2 separate regions of the Mus musculus genome follow, and region 2 is linked to region 1. A link is a contact called in public promoter capture Hi-C data. All regions are on one chromosome and are shown on one strand. Each heading gives the region's core, a stretch centred on a gene start, on an enhancer-like site or on the middle of the called end of the contact. The rest is flanking DNA. Distances are from core to core; before and after follow the strand shown. Region 1 holds the start of Pdp1 (pyruvate dehyrogenase phosphatase catalytic subunit 1). Region 2 holds the start of C9orf72 (C9orf72, member of C9orf72-SMCR8 complex).

Evidence for each region. Promoter capture Hi-C pulls out the DNA fragments that hold promoters and counts their contacts.
Region 2: a promoter capture Hi-C map of pre-B cells shows a contact between it and region 1. The contact joins the promoter of C9orf72 here to the promoter of Pdp1 in region 1. A contact is called at or near these places in 1 of 39 promoter capture datasets (pre-B cells) and 1 of 484 Hi-C or Micro-C datasets (CD4 T cells).

What each region holds. Positions count from the first base shown.
Region 1 is chr4:11,965,001-11,967,700 of GRCm38.p6, reverse strand. Pdp1 (pyruvate dehyrogenase phosphatase catalytic subunit 1) reads left to right here and starts at 1,251. Exons shown (of 3, transcript NM_001098230.1): 1 at 1,251-1,399; 2 at 2,053-2,087. The coding sequence starts at 2,057. It overlaps 1700123M08Rik (RIKEN cDNA 1700123M08 gene), which reads right to left and starts at 1,127. Exons shown (of 5, transcript NR_040577.1): 1 at 1,018-1,127.
Region 2 is chr4:35,224,450-35,227,202 of GRCm38.p6, reverse strand. C9orf72 (C9orf72, member of C9orf72-SMCR8 complex) reads left to right here and starts at 1,367. Exons shown (of 11, transcript NM_001081343.2): 1 at 1,367-1,415.

The DNA of each region.
Region 1 (2,700 bases), core at 2-2,501:
AAATTCTCCAGTTTAGAAATAGAGGCAGCTTGAAAGATTTGGGGAATTATGAATTGCAGGTTTGGTTATATAAGGTTTTTCCTTTATTACATAAAAATTTAAATACTTCAGGATTAATAAAATTTCACAGTAAACTTGGGAGTTCATCTATCTAGTCCAAATTACTTTGTAAACTTTATTAGTTAATAAGGTGTAGAATAAATCAACGTAAACTCATTAACACTGGGCAGAAGCATAGCTTCTCCCAAGAAAGTTTCATGTCATGAAGATGGCATCTATGTGGATGTAGGTAAGTGAAGAAGGCACTGTCCCATAAAGAGACAACCGCAGATGGCAGCAAGAACCCTTAGTGTGTTGTTTAGCACATCTTAAGCCTAACCTCACCCCACAGATAGGCAAACTGAGTCTCATGGGAGGAAGATGGATTTTTGTCACTGGGAATAACTTGAAAGGCTCTTCTGACTCCAAGTTCAGTGCTCTTCCCACTTTCACTGGCTGCATTTTAAAATTCATAACTCTGAATGAGTCAGGGACCAAGGAGGGAATGCTGATTTCAAAGTCCTTCCAAGAACAAGAGCACTCGTGTTATTCTTATCTACAAAGATAAGAATTCCTTCATCAAACTTCCTTTTGCTTTTGTTTACAGCTTCCTAGCCCGGAGACATAAAAATAATTGACTATCAATCCGACCTAATAACCCTAAAATCAGCAACTTGATCTTGAATGAATGAAGCGAGACACCGCCGAGACGCTCTGCCACGCCTCAATTGTGTTGTTCCCGCGGTCTACCTGGGGCAGCCCAGTGCAGAGGAGGCTTGGCTCTCAGGCCAGCCCAGAGCAGCACGCGGGGCCCAGCAGAAGTGCCAGGCATTCGCGAAAGCCCGCCCGCCAGGAAGCAACTGGCTACCAAAGCGCCACGCGCTCAGGGATGCTGGATCCCGCCCAGGCGCTTCCCCATCTGGGAGTCCAAACGCAACCCAACCAAGGCTGTCCACCTCGCGGCACGCGCAAACCCACCTTCACCAGCAACAGGGCGTGGTCACGGGGCGCGCGCACGCGTGGAACCAATAGGCTAGCCGCGCCAAATGGAAGGGATTGTCTGACCTCCGTGACGTCACAAAACTGGCGGGGAGCGCGCCCTCTTCCGCCCCCCGCCCCTCTGGCCCTCCGGGTCCCGCCCACCCGCCATTGCGCAGCCAATCAGAAGGCGAAGAGCTCAAGAGCGCCTGTGGGGGCGGGGCAGGGTGGAGGCCGGGCGAGGCAGGGGCGCGGAGTGGGCTGGCCTGGGCCGAGCTGCAGCGCGCCGGGGTGCTGCGTGGTGCTGAGTGAGGGAAGGACGCGCACGGAGGGGTGCGGCCGCCACCCGGGGCAGACCGCAGCGGGTGCTCGACTGTGCCCGGTTGGTATCCTCGTCCACCGCTGCCGAGTCGTGAGGGGGCGTCAGGGCGGTGAAGTGGAGGGCGCGCGTGGGGAGCGGCCGCGGGTGGAGGGCCGGGTGCGCGCGGAGCCTCGGTCGCGAGGAGCTGCCGCGGGTCCCGGGCGGCACCCGGCTGTCAGCGCGCGGGGCGCCCGCTGTGGCCCGGGCGTGTCTGCCTCGGCTCCCCGCTGACACGCTTGGCCCCGCGTGGCGGAGCCGGCTGCCCACGGCGGGCTGTGCCTGGAGCTCTGCGGAAGCGGGCGCGGCGTGGGGCCGGGCGGGCCTGAAGATGCTGAGTGCTTGTGGGCTCGGTGCGCTGGCTGCATGGAGCGGCGGCGGTGCGCCTGTCCGGGCTCCTGGAGTTGCCCGCCGGGGGCTGTGATGCCGCCTCGCCTGCCGGGTGGGTTTGTTTGGTTTCTTCTTCTCCCCTCCCCTTTCTCCCCCCTCCATTCTCTCCTCCCCTCCCAGCCCATTCACTGGGCTGCTGCGAGACCTCGCCCCTCCTCCGCTCCCGCCTCCCCGCCGCCGCCTCCTCTAATGAGCATCTCTGCTTTGCTTTCAATGGGCCGCTGCTGCTGTCGCTGCTGCTGTCCGCGCGGGTTGTGGATGTTGTCGGCTCCGTGTTGTGATGACAGGAGAATGTGTGTGTGTCCCGGGCCCAGACGAATTGGTAGGTATTCACATAACTACCTGTGTTGGGTACCCAGGGAAGGATGGTGACTGATTTTGTGTATGAATGGATGGCTCTAGGGGTCCTCATGGAATTAAAGGGTGAGATAAGGAAAAGGAGACAAAGGCGCTCTGGACCAGATTTTATTTTTATTTTTATTTTTTGATAGCTTAAGTGTGATATTCTGGGACACACGAAACTGACCAAACAAGTGCTGGTTTGGTTCTTTGTGTTTTAAGGATAATGGCTTTTCTTCATTCTTGTAGACACTGAACTTGAGCTGTGAAATGGCTAGGCGTTTCCAGAAAATGCTGAAAAATTACAAATCTTAATGCAGGGCGTTTAATGCAATCAGATTACATAAACGGAGGTTCTGATACGTGTAATGAAAAGTGTAGTATTTATTTTCATTTGCGTTAGAATCTTTGCAAGACCGAGAAGCTCCAGAGTAGGCGCACCAGTAGCATTTTTCTAATCGATTTGGTCCATGGGTTTATTGATTAAGTGGAATAAAATCTTGACACAGGCTTTGCCCAGCACACCACAAAGAATGGATGGGGCTCTTTCTGTTTCTGGTTCCGGCGCGCGCACCTTTTTATTACTCATTGGCAAC
Region 2 (2,753 bases), core at 118-2,617, about 23 Mb before region 1:
GTGCATGCATGCGCGTGTATGTGTGTTAGTACCTAACACCCACCTGGGAACTTTTCAGCTTTTCAGTGTGGGATATAGTATAAACGTCTATTCCTCGTGTTGTGGATTAGCTGACTGGCCTCACTCAGCTGCCTTCCTTACCTGCAAACTCACCCACTTTGACTACAGCATCGCACTCTTAACCCTAGCCTTCCAAACATGGTCCTATGCTATTTCTGTGTGTCTGGATGTATTTTTAACTCTCAGATGTATACTTCATTTATGAGATATACATCTGAAGACCACGGTACAAAACACTGTAAGAACTTGATAGAATGACAACTGCTAGGTAAAAAAAAAAAAAAAAAAAAAAAAAAAAAAAAAAAAAAGCATACAATACCTGGTGAGAGTTCTATTTTTACCGAAGGTGGTATTGATAGGTATTCTGTTATTAATGCCTTTCTTTTCCCTATAAATGATGAAAAGTTGCTGGAAAATAATAAACACTACTCATCTGTAGTGAAAAGCCACAATACAGTTACAAACCAATCAATCAATCAATAAATCAGACGTCATGGTGTTCTTTTCCCAAAGGTTAAAAAACAAAGTGCACTGTGCTATTTGGCAAAAATGACGTTTAGAAGAAAACACGGTGACTACGCACAGAGGGTGGGGGAATCATTGTGCTTGTTGCGGAGTGAACACGTACAGTGTGCACGCAGACTTACGGCATTTAACCGTGTCATAGGGACCAAAGGAAATCCACTCACTCACTAAATATTTGTTGAGCACCCACTACCTGCCAACTCCCAAACAAAACAAAGCAAAACTACTTACAACCACAAACTACGCTTCGTAACCTAGATAGATAACGCAGGTGACACTATCTATCTAGGTTGAGCTCAGCTCTGCCCATGCTTTTCCTGAGCGGCTCTTGGAAGAAAAGCTACAAAGCCCATGACAGCCTCCGCCTGGCCAGCTGCCACTGGCATCTCAAGGCTGGCAAAGCAAAGTGAAAGCGCCAACCCGGAACTTACGGAGTCCCACGAGGGAACCGCGGCGCGTCAAGCAGAGACGAGTTCCGCCCACGTGAAAGATGGCGTTTGTAGTGACAGCCATCCCAATTGCCCTTTCCTTCTAGGTGGAAAGTGGTGTCTAGACAGTCCAGGGAGGGTGTGCGAGGGAGGTGCGTTTTGGTTGCCTCAGCTCGCAACTTAACTCCACAACGGTGACCAAGGACAAAAGAAGGAAACAAGACTGCAGAGATCCGCACCGGGGAGCCCTGCAGATTCTGGGTCTGCTGTGGACTGGGGGCGGGACTGCGACTGGGCGGGCCTGGGGGCGTGTCCGGGGCGGGGCGGTCCCGGGGCGGGGCCCGGAGCGGGCTGCGGTTGCGGTCCCTGCGCCGGCGGTGAAGGCGCAGCAGCGGCGAGTGGGTGAGTGAGACGCGCGGGCGGAGGGGGGCTGCTGCCACGGTCGGCTCGCGGGCCGGCCGGCTCCGGGTACCAGCGGGGTTTTTTTCTCCTTCGAGGTGAACTCCTCCCTGTCCCCCGGGCGAAAGAGCCCTTGGCCTTGCAGGAGTTGCGGGGGCCGCGGCGGTGCGGAGGGGATGGGGATGGGCCTCATCTTTGCTGTCCGCCCGCGCTCCCCGATCCCGACCCGGAGCGTCTCCCGGGCCCTTGAGGGAACCCTCCGGGAGTACGGCGAGCGCGGCCCCCACCGCCACAAGCCTGGGCCCCAGGGGCCTGGCCCGGCGACAGCTGGTGGGTCCTGCGACCCAGTCAGGTCTCCCGAGGGTCCCCGCCCGGGAGGAGAAAGCGCCGGTGGGATGGAGTAAGGACGGACAGAACAACACGCAGGCAGGATTTCGCAGAAGTTTGCAAGGAGTGCGGATGCCCACTTACATGGGCTGCTACTCTTACCAGGTTGTTCCCCAGTTCTGTGGGACGTGACCTGGTTGCCTCACAGCTCCGCGGTTGTACAGACTTATTAAAGGAAGTGACCATTGTGACTTGGGCATCACTTGACTGATGGTAATCAGTTGCAGAGAGAGAAGTGCACTGATTAAGTCTGTCCACACAGGGTCTGTCTGGCCAGGAGTGCATTTGCCTGGGAGGGATTGGTTGCGCTTTCTGGTGTGGGGACTATTAGGCTCTTGTAGAGTTTTGTCCCGGCAGATGGATAAATTTCTTGTTACACTGTTCCCGTTCGTCACCAGTTGAGAAAAACGGGTACACAGTCTGTCTCAGTAGTACTTTTACTTTATATTAAGGGCCCAAAAGGGACTGGAAAATACTTTAAGATAGAATCGTTAGTCCACTTGGAAAACTTAAAATATGAGAGAGAGAGGGGGGGGGGAGAGAGAGAGAGAGAGAGAGAGAGAAAGGAAGGAAGAAGGAGGAAGAGGAGGAGGAAAGAGATTGAGATTATGTTAATAATATGGAATCAGAATATTTGAAATATAGTAAGCGTCCCCTCAGTTAAAGAGGACATTCCAGGAGGCCCCCAGTATAGCCTGAAATCTCAGGAAACGCCTACATACACCCATCGTGTGGATATAGGTGTTTTCCCTTCATTACATTTCATACACAGATGTTAAAGTTTAGAAAGTAGGCACAATAAGAGATTACAAATAACTGATAATAAAGTCGAGCCATTGCAGCTGCTCTGTAAAAGTCCTGTGAATGTGATCGCTTTGTGTTTCAAAGTAACTTACTGTACTTCACCCCTGTTAAGCAAAACAAGATTCACCTGAACGCAGGCACCTTGGTACC